Linked DNA regions of Ovis aries: region 1 is linked to region 2. A link is a contact called in public Hi-C data. All regions are on one chromosome and are shown on one strand. The core of a region is the stretch at or near the end of the contact, and the rest is flanking DNA. Distances in the headings are between cores, read along the strand shown.

Region 1 (6,206 bases), core at 203-2,702, 47 kb after region 2:
CTTCAGTGGTGGAGGCAGCCAGCCATCCCATGAACACCAGCTGTGTCTGTTCACAATCGTGTGACGTGATGGGGAGACGGGGGTGCGGGGCTCAAGAGACAAGGAAGGGGGGGCCTGGGGGAAGTCCAGCTAAGGAAGAAGCCAGAAAACTATTCGGTCTGGCCATCTTACACGCTTACGCGTCCTACAAAAAGCGGAACATTCCAGCAGTGCTGCCATGAGACGTTACATCTTACTGTTGATGTGTGCGCTCTGGTATACAGATGTCACTGTTGTCACAGCGCTACAGTGAAACACACAAATAAAAACTCAAATTCATAAAAATTTTTTTCATTTCCAGGCAATTCATTCATTCAACAAATACTAACTGAACATCTATTATGTGCCAGGCACTGTTCTAGGCACAGAGAGGAAACAAAACCTTCACCCTCACTGGCCTGTTTCTCTAGTGGTGGAAACAGGCCCTCCACACCAGGGGACTCCTGGCAATGAGAAGGGCCATGCAGGGATAAGGCAGAGACAGGACTGGTGAGTGTGCGGCTAGTTTAGACAGGAGGTCAAGGGCTAGGGGACCATATTTCCAGGCAGAGGAAACAAGCTGGCTGGAGGGCCCAGGAGGGGCAGAGCAGCATGTTTGGAAGGGGTGGTCTTAGATAAGGGGAGAGACAGGCAGGGGCCGGGACAGTTACCAAGCCTCTGAGCCTCCGTGTCCCCCCCACCAGTGACACAGGGCAAGACTGTAGCCCTCACTTTGCAGGGCTGCCGTGAGGATGAAACGGCTCACCTAAGGCACTCAGCTCCAAGCCCAGCTCGCGGTAAGTGCTCCATAATGTATTCCATGGGGTACTTGAGCTGTACTCCCGAGAGTCTGAGGCGGGGATGAGGCCAAGGCTATACTGAGACCTCCTCCTGGGAATGGTCAGGACTGCTGGCCTCTGAGCCTTAGTTAGCGCTAACCGGACAAGAGCTACTCGGTCAGCTGAGGGAAGTGCTCACGGGACAGGCTGGCTACTGGGGCTGGAGAGCTGCTGCTTTTCAGGGTGGGAGCAGCAGCAGCTACAGGGTGAGATGCAAAACCCAGGAAACCGAGGTGAAGGGCCAGCTCTGCCCTGTTGGCCTGGACACGTCACCACCCCTCTGGACTCAGGGGTGAGGACAGGCACCCACGTGGGCCTGGCTCCGCATATAAACACCAACAACGGCTGACATGCCATCCCAGGACACCTTTGGGGAAGAGGGACTGCCTCTCAGACCCAGGGTGAGGCTTCCAGGAGGGACACTGGAGCTGGCCACTCCCATATCTCAGCACCCACTGGTCCCTTCCAAAGAAGGGGGTGGAAAAGCAGAAACCACTGACTTTCAAAATGACACACAGTTGGTCCCCAGGGTCCTCCCTAAAACAAGCGCCTGCCAGCTTCTTGGGTGGTTGCTACTTCCCCTTCTGGGGCCCAGCCGGGGCGGGGGCGGCCCCTCCCTGAAGCCCAGGAACCTCGGGCTGTCCCTGAGCCAAGGCAGGGGTAGGGGTGGCCCCATCTGTTTGCTCCCTGAATGGAATTTATAAGCCATGTCCCCTGACAGGTAGACAGCTGCCCTCGAACAGTTCAAAGGGGATTTTCACCAGGCAGTCTCTGTGGTTGAAAACATTCCTCTCTCCCCTTCTCCTATTTTAAAACCAGAATCAGAGACAAAGCAGCAGGCACGTGGGGACTCTATAAACTATCACTTCCATAAGGAAAGAGGCCATTTCTGCTTTGTCCACAGCTGTACCTGATGCCACATCTGCCACGCGAAACACTCAACAGGGCTATCAAATGAACAACAAGGTAAATGAAGAAACAGAAAAAAAAACGACAAAACTGGGCCTTAAGACATGTGTTTTCGGGCCTTCCCCACCAGTCCAGGGGTGAAGACTCCATGCTCCCTGTATGCTGCAGCCAAAAACAACGGAAAAAGAAACACGTTTGACGACAACTCTACTTCTGGAAGTAAACTCCCAAACCAGACTTCAAATACACATGGAAGCTTCGAAAGCATTATTCAAAAGAGCGAGACACTGGAAATGACCCGAGCTGCTGCTGAAACCTGACTGGCGGATAGTTCGGGAAATCGAGGCTCTCAGACCACGGGCGGAGGAGCCTGGTGGGCTGCAGTCCATGGGGTCACACAGAGTCGGACATGACTAAGCGACTTCACTTTCACTTTTCACTTTCATTCACTGAAGAAGGAAATGGCAACCCACTCCAGTGTTCTTGCCTGGAGAGTCCCAGGGATGGGGGAGCCTGGTGGGCTGCCGTCTATGGGGCTGCACAGAGTCGGACACGACTGAAGTGACTTAGCAGCAGCAGCAGCAGACCATGAAATCACACAGTTCGTAAAAAGGATGAGCGTGCCTTTGTGCTACTTTGGAAGCTGGTCCATAACATGCTATTCCCTCCATGGTGCCGACAGCCCAATGCACAGTGTGAAGTGGACAGTGTGGATTCCAGTTACATCTTAAGAAGAACGGCGCGTGCACACTGTGAACACACAGACGTCCATAAACACGGAAAACGGACTGGAGGCCATCAAACCTAGTCGTGACCACCTGCCCGGAAGTGGGACTTTGGTGGGGGCAGTGTACTGGGGCGGCCTCACATTTTTTACTGTGTACACTTCATAGACAGTATGCATTGCTTTTATGGTTGGAAAAGCTGAAATACATGTGGTAAGTTGGGGGGGCTTGTTTTTGTTTTTAAGTAAAACCCAGTGGGGGCCAGGATGCGGTGAAAGAACTTCACACTCTGCTGGGGGTGTGAACTGGCGCATCCAGCATGAAGGGCACTCTGGCCTCAGGTATCAACACCGCCTGACACACTGCACACACCCAACAGCCCTGCTTCTGAGCAGCCCTCTAAGCGGTGCGCTTACAGCCTGAGAGTCACAGACACGTACACAGGCACGCCCATCACCACACTGCTCAGGGTCGTGCGAGAAACCTCACGGGATGCCTGAATAGCCAACTTTGGGGGATTCATAAGTTAATCATGGTTTGCACAGCAATGGGATGAAAGAAAAACGTGAAGTAACCATCTTTCTAAGGAATATCTAACGATTTGAGGGGTTATCTGACATTATTCAATTTTTTTAAAAAGCTGACTGGAAAATATATATTATATACATATGTATATATACCATGATCACACTTAAAAAAAAAAAACTACCTGTTGATCTAATAAAAACTACTATTTACTGACAACTTACTGGGTGTGCAGCACTAGCCAAAGAGGCTTATGCGTATCATTTACCTTGCTCTTACCTTATCATTTATCAGCATATATGTTACTATATATTTATCATCTGTATCTGTGACCCTTTGGGGCAGGGGAAATTATCATCCTCATTTTACAGGTGAGGACAATGAAGTTTAGAGAGATTCAGTAACTGGCGGATGGCCGCCCAGCTTAAGGACAGATGTGTCACTGAGTCTGTGTCCCTTACCACTCTCCGGTCCCACCTTTCTGAGCACAGAAAAAAGACGGAAGGAAGCTGACAGTCGCACATTCCGGCAAGATCAGAAGGGACTTTAATTTCCTTCTTTGTGGGTCTTATTCCTAATTGGCTATAGGACTGTATCTACCTACATCAGTTTAGTTCAGTTCAGTCGCTCAGTCGTGTCCGACGCTTTGTGACCCCATGAATCGCAGCACGCCAGGCCTCCCTGTCCATCACCAGCTCCCGGGGTTCACTCAGACTCACGTCCATCGAGTCATATAGTCATTCATAAATATATTTACTTATTACCAGGGCAAGGTTGACTATCAAAGATTCAGACATTTACAGAATAAAAAATGTCCATAATCCTGGCAGTGATAAACACTCACGAAATTGTTGCATCTAGCTCTAGACTTATTGATATAAATAAAAATCACGTATGTAAATAAAATCATAAAAAATTATGTGTGTGTGTGTGTACACACACACATGCACACACACGCACACACGCACACACACACGCTGCTGTATAGTCGCTTCAGTCCTGTCTGACTCTTTGCAGTCCTATGGACTGTAGCCCACCAGGCTCCTCTGTTCATGGAATTCTCCAGGCAAGAATACTAGAGTGGGTTGCCATGCCCTCCTCCAGAGGATCTTCCCAACTCAGGGATTGGACCTGGGTCTCCTGCATCCCACTGAGCTACCAGGGAAGCCCTTACATATATGTGTATGTATATATACACACACATTGGAGAAGGAAATGGCAACCCGCTCCAGTATTCTTGCCTGGAGAATCCCATGGACAGAGGAGCCTGGTGGGCTGCAGTCCTTGGGGTCGCAGAGAGTCGTACACAACTGAGTAAGCACATATATAGACATATATAAAATGTTCAGGTATTTGCTGCTTTTAAAAGAACAAAATCGGATTAAACATACTATTTTACAACTTGTTTTTTCCCTTTCACAGTATGTACATACATCTTAACAAAAGACTATCATTTTCTACAACTTCATTTTCTATAACTGAAAAAGATTCTACTGTATGACATACCATAACTTACTCAAGTAATCCTCTACCGGAGTAAACTGGACCATGTCTGATTTCTTGCTGTTACTGATATTGCTGCAGTGAAAAGCACTGTACGTATCTTTCTATACATGTGTAAACAGCACACATAGCTTTTATAATCAGAAAACTACATAACAGTATAAATGCATTGCATATCACACTCTGTGCACACACAGAGAGGCAGTGAACAGCATGAAGTTATATAGGAGACTCTCTCATCTGTCCCCTTAACTGCAGGCGACCACAAGAATCCAATATAAGAGCAACTTTTTCCCAGACAACGCCAGGCCAGCTAGGGCCAACCGCTGCCCAGCAGTCCTCGTCTCCTGGACCCTCTGCCCCACGTCCAGGGGGCCCACAGTCCAGCTTGGTCAGGGCTCACCTGAGAGCCTTCCCGGTAGGCCTCAACCCAGGGTGGTGCCACCTGCCCCAGGAAGCATCTGGAAATAAATGGGCAGTCAGGTTGCCACAACGAAGAACTGCTGCCGTGAGCAGGAGCCAGGGATGCTGCCCTTCCTTACTTGGCAAAAACTGTCCCATCGAAAACGCTGGCAGTGACCCTGCAGGCAAACACTAGCCACAGGCCTCGCAGTGCAGACAGAACAGTGAAGCCTCTCTGAGGGTTTAGGACCTGCTGAAACTGGGGTGGGGATGGGAGAATCAAAGGCTCCCACCCACCCAGCCCTGGGAGCCCAGGGGCCTCCTTCCTCTGGATCAGGGCAGCCAGAGGCATGCCCGGGTTCAAAGGAAGGAGGCTTCTACCAATAACCCAAAATCTCTCTCATAATAACTACCAGAACATCTGTCTTCCTAGGAATATCACGGAAACAGTACCAAGCAGGGAAGTGAAAAGATTCTACGGCGATTTGGGACAAACTATTTCATGTTTCTGAGCCTCATTTTCTTCATCTAGTAAATGAGGTCATATCTGTTAAAGTAATTAAGTTTTGGCTGCATTGGATCTTTGCTGCTATGCACTAGCTGCAATCAGGGGCTACTCTTGGTTGCAATGCCCAGGCCTCTCTCATTACAGACCACAGGCTCTAGGCATGGGGCTTCAGCAGTTGCAACACGCGGGCTCAGTCGTGACTCACAGGCTTAGTGGTCCCTTGGCATGTGGAAACTTCCCAGACCAGGGATCAAACCCGTGTCCCGTGTCTCATCCACCGTACCACCAGGAAAAGTCCAATGGGGTTATATTATACAACCAACTGTGAGACCGAAAGAACTGCTCTATTTTTCTATTTCCATTTTTGTTTTGTTTTTCAGGCAATCAGATACAGGGGACCCCTAATTAGGGCTTTGTTTCCCATTTACTCCCCTCTGTCTCTGGCCTCCCCCTCCCACTGCCTTCATCCTCTCTACTCTCCCATAACTCTTCATTTTTCTAGCTGTTCCCCTTTCTCAAGTCAATTGCAAATTCCGTCCTTTGTTTTCCATCCACTTCCACCTCACTCACTCCCTCTTCTGGGTCGCTTTACTCCAACAGGCTGTGTCAGTCTAGAGTAGACAGCAGTTGTGTTTTTTTGGCAACTCCAAATCTTTTCCCTTCTGGAAAACCATGTCCCCCAGCCACAACCACACTGTTCCATGATGGCAAGGGTGACTGTCACACTGATACATACGCCGGCCCCATTCTCAGAGAGTGACTACAAGCTGGGCCAAC
Region 2 (5,892 bases), core at 2,494-4,993:
CTGTTGGCCAAACCTCTCTGTAAGCCAGTTTCAGCCTGCAAGTCATCAGCTACCACTTTTATTTTAGCACAGAAAGGTTTAGTAACTGCCTAGGGTCTCAAAGCTAGTTATGGGGGAGCAAAGACTTTCTCCCATGTTTGTCTTACTTCAGAACCTATCCTCTAGAGCACGCCTCTCTTTTACCCCTATACAACCTCTATGTCCTCTATGTCACCCAGGGCCGTCAGCAATCCTTCTGTAAAGGGCCAGACCATGAATATTCCAGCTTTGCAGACACTAAAGTCTCTGGTAAGACTGCTCAACCACTGTTGTAGTATAAAATCAGCCATAGATGATATGTAAATGTATGTGCATGGCTGTGCTCCAGTAAACCTTTATTTACAAATGCAGGTGGTGGGCCACATTTGGCCCATGGGAACAGGCCTTAAAACACCTGTTTTAAGGGAAGAAATGTTATCTTCATCTTATAGGGGTCAAAAGCAAGGTTCAGGAGGAAAGGCTTGTCTGAGGCCACATTTGATGTTAACTATGACCCAAGCAACACCTTATTGAATTCACCAGACATTCTATGCTTACTGAAATAAAAAAATTTGAATTTTTCTAAAAATACTCCACAAGGTACCATCATCTCCCCTGGCTCCCCCAACATGGGCCACAGCTCAAAGCTGCTGCTGGAAATCCAAGAGTGTAACAAACATTTATTCTAGAATGAAAATCATCACCTCCGGGTCAGTGTCCCACCAGCAACCCAGGTAAATGAAAAAAAAAAAAAAGAAGAAGGTTAAAGGAGAGAATGCATCTACAAAGAATTCAGGAAAAGAGGCAGCCTCCACCAGCAAAATCCAATACCAGCTCACCAAACACACACTTGGAATACCTCCCTAAATCCAGGCACCCCCCCTCACCCCCCAAGCAGTCTGGGAACTGATGCAGTTGCTGGAGGCAATGTCACCGTTCACTTTCAGATTCTCTCAGGATGTGCAAAGCATACAGAACCGCTGGGTAAGAGTACCAGGCATTTACTTCTGATGCCAGAGGGAACCTATGTCAGCAGTATTATTGATTTGAGTGTCAAGTATCACAAGTCCCAGCAGACCATGTGTGGTTACAAGTAAGTGTGGACCTTTTAATCGGAAGGTCTGGGGCCTTGGCCAGCTTCCAGCCAGAAATCTCCATTAGCACAGGGAGGGAGGCCTCAACTCAAGGACTTCCAAGGCCACTCAGGCAGAGGTGGGCAGCCGCCTCCTGGCCAGACCTCAGTTAGAGCAGGTAGAGCTGAAGATGACCACAGAACAGACCTCAGGGCTTAAGGACAGAGAATCAAGGACAGTTAGGGCAGCTTCATCCTCAGAGAGTTTAGGACAGAAGGAAATGAGTCTGTCCCTGGCCTGTACTGTGGCCTAGGGACTTTCCACGTAACACTGTATGATATTCATATTTTCACTTTACAGATAACCACACTGAGGCCCTGTAGCAATTAATTTATCTGTCAACCTGGCAAAGCCACAGTAACCAGCTGTTTGGTCAAACACCAGTCCAGGTGGCACTGTGAAGGAATTTTTTAGATGTGATTAACAGGTAACTCAGTAGACTCTGAATAGAGCAGCTTACCTGCCATAATATGGGTGGGCCTCAGTCAGTCAGCTGCAGGCCTTAAGAGGCAAGCCTGAAGCCCCACTGTGGAGAGGACTACACCTCTGGACTGCCCTGGTGCTCAGGACCACAACATCAACTCTCTCTGGCTCCCCAGCCTGCAGTCTGCCCAGCAGGTTTCAGACTGACCCGCCCCAACCATCAGGTGAGCCAGTTCCTTAAAATAAACCCTCAAGTCTGTATCTCATCCATATCTGTATCTCCACCCGCATCCTAGGCAGACACCGGTGGTCCAGTGAAGCAGAGCCCTCCACAGGCCCGCCGGCCCAGACTCGGCTACCTTTTTGCGCGGCCGGAGCTTGTCCCGCCATTCCTTCAGGTTCTGGTTATGGCTCTCGTCCAGGGCCTTCAGCTTCTGGGCTTCGTGCTCTATCAGGAGGTGACACTTTTCATTCTGGAACATATTCCAGGCAGGACAGGTAAGAGGGCTAAGACACACCATGAGGCACCAGCATCGTGCACTTAGGTCTTCTTGATTATAAGCCCCACTTATACAAAACTCTACACAGATGAATACAGATGCACCAAAAGGAGCCTGGAAGAATACTCCAGAATATTACCATTAATAGGTTTCATTGTGTAATAGGACCTCTAGCAGTTTCGCAGCTTTCTTTGTGCTTCCTGCATTGTTTGAATTTTTCAACATGAACAGATGTTGTTTTAACAAAACAATAAAACCATTAACAGTAAATATGTGCCCTAATTGTACCACACAGAGGCAAACACTACAGGATTTTAGATATATTTCCTGTCAGGCTCTGTCCTGTGTGTTGTTTGGCCCACCCTGTATATAAAATTCTGAAACCTGCCTTCCTGTTTACATTATAATGTAAACAGTTCTACAAAGAATTAACATTTTTTATAATCATGATGTTTAATTCCTACGGAGTATCTTACGGTATGGCTTTATCTAATTTAAACATTTCCGTATTTTTGGCCAGCTTGGGTTGCTCTTAATCTTCACTGTTACAAATAGCATTTTCTTAAACATCTGTGCTGTATACTGAATTGTTTCTCCCTAAAATTCATTATGTTGAATCTGTAATGTCCAGTGTGATGGTATTTGGAGATATGGGGCCTTTGGGAGAGAAGGAGTTTAGTGAGACCAGGAGGATTGGGCCCTCACGCCGGGGTGAGTCAGGAAGAAACCAGGGAGCTCACATGCTAGAGTGCTCCGTCCCTGTCTCCATCCCTCCGTTCCCCTCTCCTCTCTCCCCCCTTCTCTCTCCTGTCTCTCTGCCACGTGAGGACACAGCAAGAAGGCATCCACTCCCCTGGAACCCAACCATGCTGGCAAGGCTGATCTCTGGTTCCCAGGCTCCAAAACTGTCAGAAAATAAACTCCTGTTGTTTAAGCCAGCCGGTCTCTGGTGTTTTGTTATGGCAGCGTGAGATGAGATAATCTGTATGTATAAACATTTTGTATCTATGTAAGTTATATAATTTTCTGTGTCACATACCATCCCTCCAGGAGAGATCTGTGACAAGGGATAAGGGCCGTGGACCTGCCTGAGGCTTGCCAACATCACTGCTCTCTCTATGAGGCAAGTTATCTGCCTCACAAAACTGAACCTGGAGCCTCCCGCAGGGACAGCAGGGACAGTTCCCTGTTGGTTCCTCACAGAGAATCACTCCTGCAGCTTATCGTGCGTTTATAAAGCAGGGGGAAAGCGCCTTTATCCAGACACCTCCACCGTCCTGGACTGGGGGAGTAGAACTGCTTGGGGGACTTTTACCTGGGGTTTCAAGCTCAAGGGTTCTAGGAATTTAGAAACCGCCTTGGTTGGGAACAATACTCATGGCCGCCTTGAGAACTTCCGGCCTGCCCAGAGCTGGCTGCGAGCTCTCTACAGCTTCTCTCAGTTGGTCCTCACAGTAACCCCATGAGGCAGGGGTGGGAACATAAATACAGAAGGTGAGTGGGCTGGCTAAAGCTCACACAGCAACAAGCAGCAGAGCCCCTGCCTGCCAGGCTTCAACACCTGCGGTGTTTCCTCCACAGCCCTCTGCCCTTCGAGAAATTGCCGGGTGGATCTCACAGCCTCGAGAGTTTCCTGAGGTCACAGACGCGAGCGTCAGTGCATGTCAGGTAGAGCAATGCTTCGCTCCACCACAAGGGGGCTCCAACTACCAACTCCTCGGCAAGGGCCCTTAGGGTGAGGCAAACTCGATTGGGATTTGAGAAACTTAAAGAGGTCAAGGATCTCCCCAGGGAAGGGGGTCACACCAGCTTGGCAATATCGGGATTCCTTTTCCTGACTTTATGGGAAAATTTTGAGCTTCTTACCATCAAGAATAATGGTAGCTGTAGGTTTCTGTAGATACTCTTTATCAAGTTAAGGAAGTTCCCTTCTGCTAATTAACATAAGCAGGTGTCAGCCTCTGTCAAATGCGTTTTCTGTATCTACTGATGATATGAACATGTGATTTTTCTTCTTTAGCCTGCTGATGTCATGGATTACATTAACTCATTTTTGTATACTGCACCAACCCTGGGGGGTAAATCCCACCTGGTCATGGTATATACTTCATTTTATGTATTTTTAAATTCTGTTTGCTAACATTTCATCGGGGATTTGTGCATCTGTGCTCATGAGAGATACTGATCTGTAGTTTTCCTCCTTGTAATGTCTGGTTTTGGTATTAGGGTTATTGGAACACCTTTTCCAAAGACACAGGGATGACCAAGCAGGCCAGCATCATGCCCACTGCCAGGCCCTGGGCATAGCGCTCTTGGCTCAGCTCTGCCATCTCATTCACAAAGCCTCACTCCAGTTCTACAAATAGGAGTCATCACCCTTGCCCCACACCTATTTTAGAGATGTGGAAACTATGGCACGGGAGGGGGACATGATGTGACCGACATCACAGAGAACAGCAGGATGGAGACAGCTCCACCTGGAGCTCCCCTGTCTGTCGGGTCCCAAGACCCCCAGAGAACTGCGTGCCCCCGGGGAGATGGGGGCGAGCACGGCGGGGCAGGGGGCGGTACCTGCAGCTGCTGCAGCTCACTCATGTTGCTCTCACACTGGGCCAGCATGTCCCGCATCTGGTTCTCATGTTTCTGCTGCTGCTGCAGCCGCTCTGCCTTCTGCCTCTTCTCTTCCTGCTGGGAGAACTGCAACCGAGAACAAGCGAGGTCCCTCCCTCAGGGAGACGCCCCAAGGGGCCAGAGTGTACACAGGCAGTGTCCTGCGCCACTCAGGCAGGGTCCCTGTGCAAAGTCCTCCCAGCCCCGCCTTCAAGGAGCCCACAGACTGGCGGGGACACTGAGACGCGCTAGGACAGTGTGTGGAGGAGGCAGGAATCACAGGAGTCCAGGGTCACCGACTCCATGTGCCCGAGCCCCCTGGGTGACTTGTGAGTGGGGGTCTCAGTAGATGAAAAGGTGGAAGCAGCTGCAGGACGGAAGCCCAGGAGTGTGGCAGGGAGCGTGCATCAGAAAGCAGCGCCAAGCCTCCTTCCTGTCCACCAGAGGGCGTCAGCGTGAGGCTTCCATTCCACTCCTCTTTCCAAGACTCTGCTCCATCTCACACTCCCCTGAATGTGTAAGATTCAGGCCCCACCACACCTGGGTCGGGCCCCACTCCATGACACCCCAGGCCCCCGACCTGCTTGATCTTCTCGCGCTGCTCAGCGGCGCTGCCCCCTCCGTTGATGTGGAGGCTCTTCTTGTACATGGCCATGCGCGTCTTGCCCTCACTTCTCTGAATCTTGGGCAGCCGCGCCTTCTCCTGCTGCTGCCGCACCTTCAGCTGCTCAATCATGCGCTGGTTGTAGCGCTGCATCTGCTCGCGCTCCTGAGAGGGACACCCAGAGGGGACAAGGTCAGCTGCTTCACACACACAGGTGAAATCAGAGGTCAGGGCTGCCACGCGCCACTCAGGAGCCCAGGACCCGCGTGGTTCAGAATGCTCAGAACAAGGCTCGCATTACCATCAATAATGTTTTAGAGTCTTACCTTCTGAATGCCTTCTCATTTAACCAATTGGTAGCATGCTATCCTGAGCTATTATCTCAGAGCAAAATGTACATTAATGGGATGGTTCCTCATTATTGATAGGTGTCAATTCATATTTTTTAAAGTCTTGATAAATTTGAATATTTTCCTTCACCTAACACTTGTATTTCAAAACTTAGCACAGGCATCACTTCTTCTAAGAAGCCTCCCCTGACTTTCTAGCCAGGTAGGGCATGTTTATTCCAAACTGCCACAGCCTTGGGCTGACTTCCAACACT

Evidence for each region. A called contact is a pair of places that touch in the nucleus more often than the background predicts.
Region 1: a contact with region 2 is called in a Hi-C map of liver, with 1.7 times the contacts expected there. The contact joins two enhancer-like sites. A contact is called at or near these places in 3 of 16 Hi-C or Micro-C datasets (liver, mixed tissues and muscle).

Annotation. Positions count from the first base shown.
Region 1 is chr16:4,066,944-4,073,149 of ARS-UI_Ramb_v3.0, forward strand. The region is part of intron 4 of STK10 (serine/threonine kinase 10); the gene reads right to left. Among named protein-coding and RNA genes, the nearest start is that of STK10, 73 kb to the right of the region's middle. Within about 2 kb of position 1,453, at least 9 of the 54 cell types and tissues checked have an H3K27ac peak or open chromatin away from gene starts, as enhancers often do. A contact at or near this core is called in liver, where this site is marked.
Region 2 is chr16:4,018,063-4,023,954 of ARS-UI_Ramb_v3.0, forward strand. STK10 (serine/threonine kinase 10) reads right to left here. Exons shown (of 19, transcript XM_015101234.3): 16 at 5,265-5,453; 17 at 4,646-4,771; 18 at 1,934-2,047. LOC105602450 (a long non-coding RNA gene) reads left to right here. Exons shown (of 3, transcript XR_009596741.1): 3 at 1-3,012. Among named protein-coding and RNA genes, the nearest start is that of FBXW11, 44 kb to the left of the region's middle. Within about 2 kb of position 3,744, at least 11 of the 54 cell types and tissues checked have an H3K27ac peak or open chromatin away from gene starts, as enhancers often do. A contact at or near this core is called in liver, where this site is marked.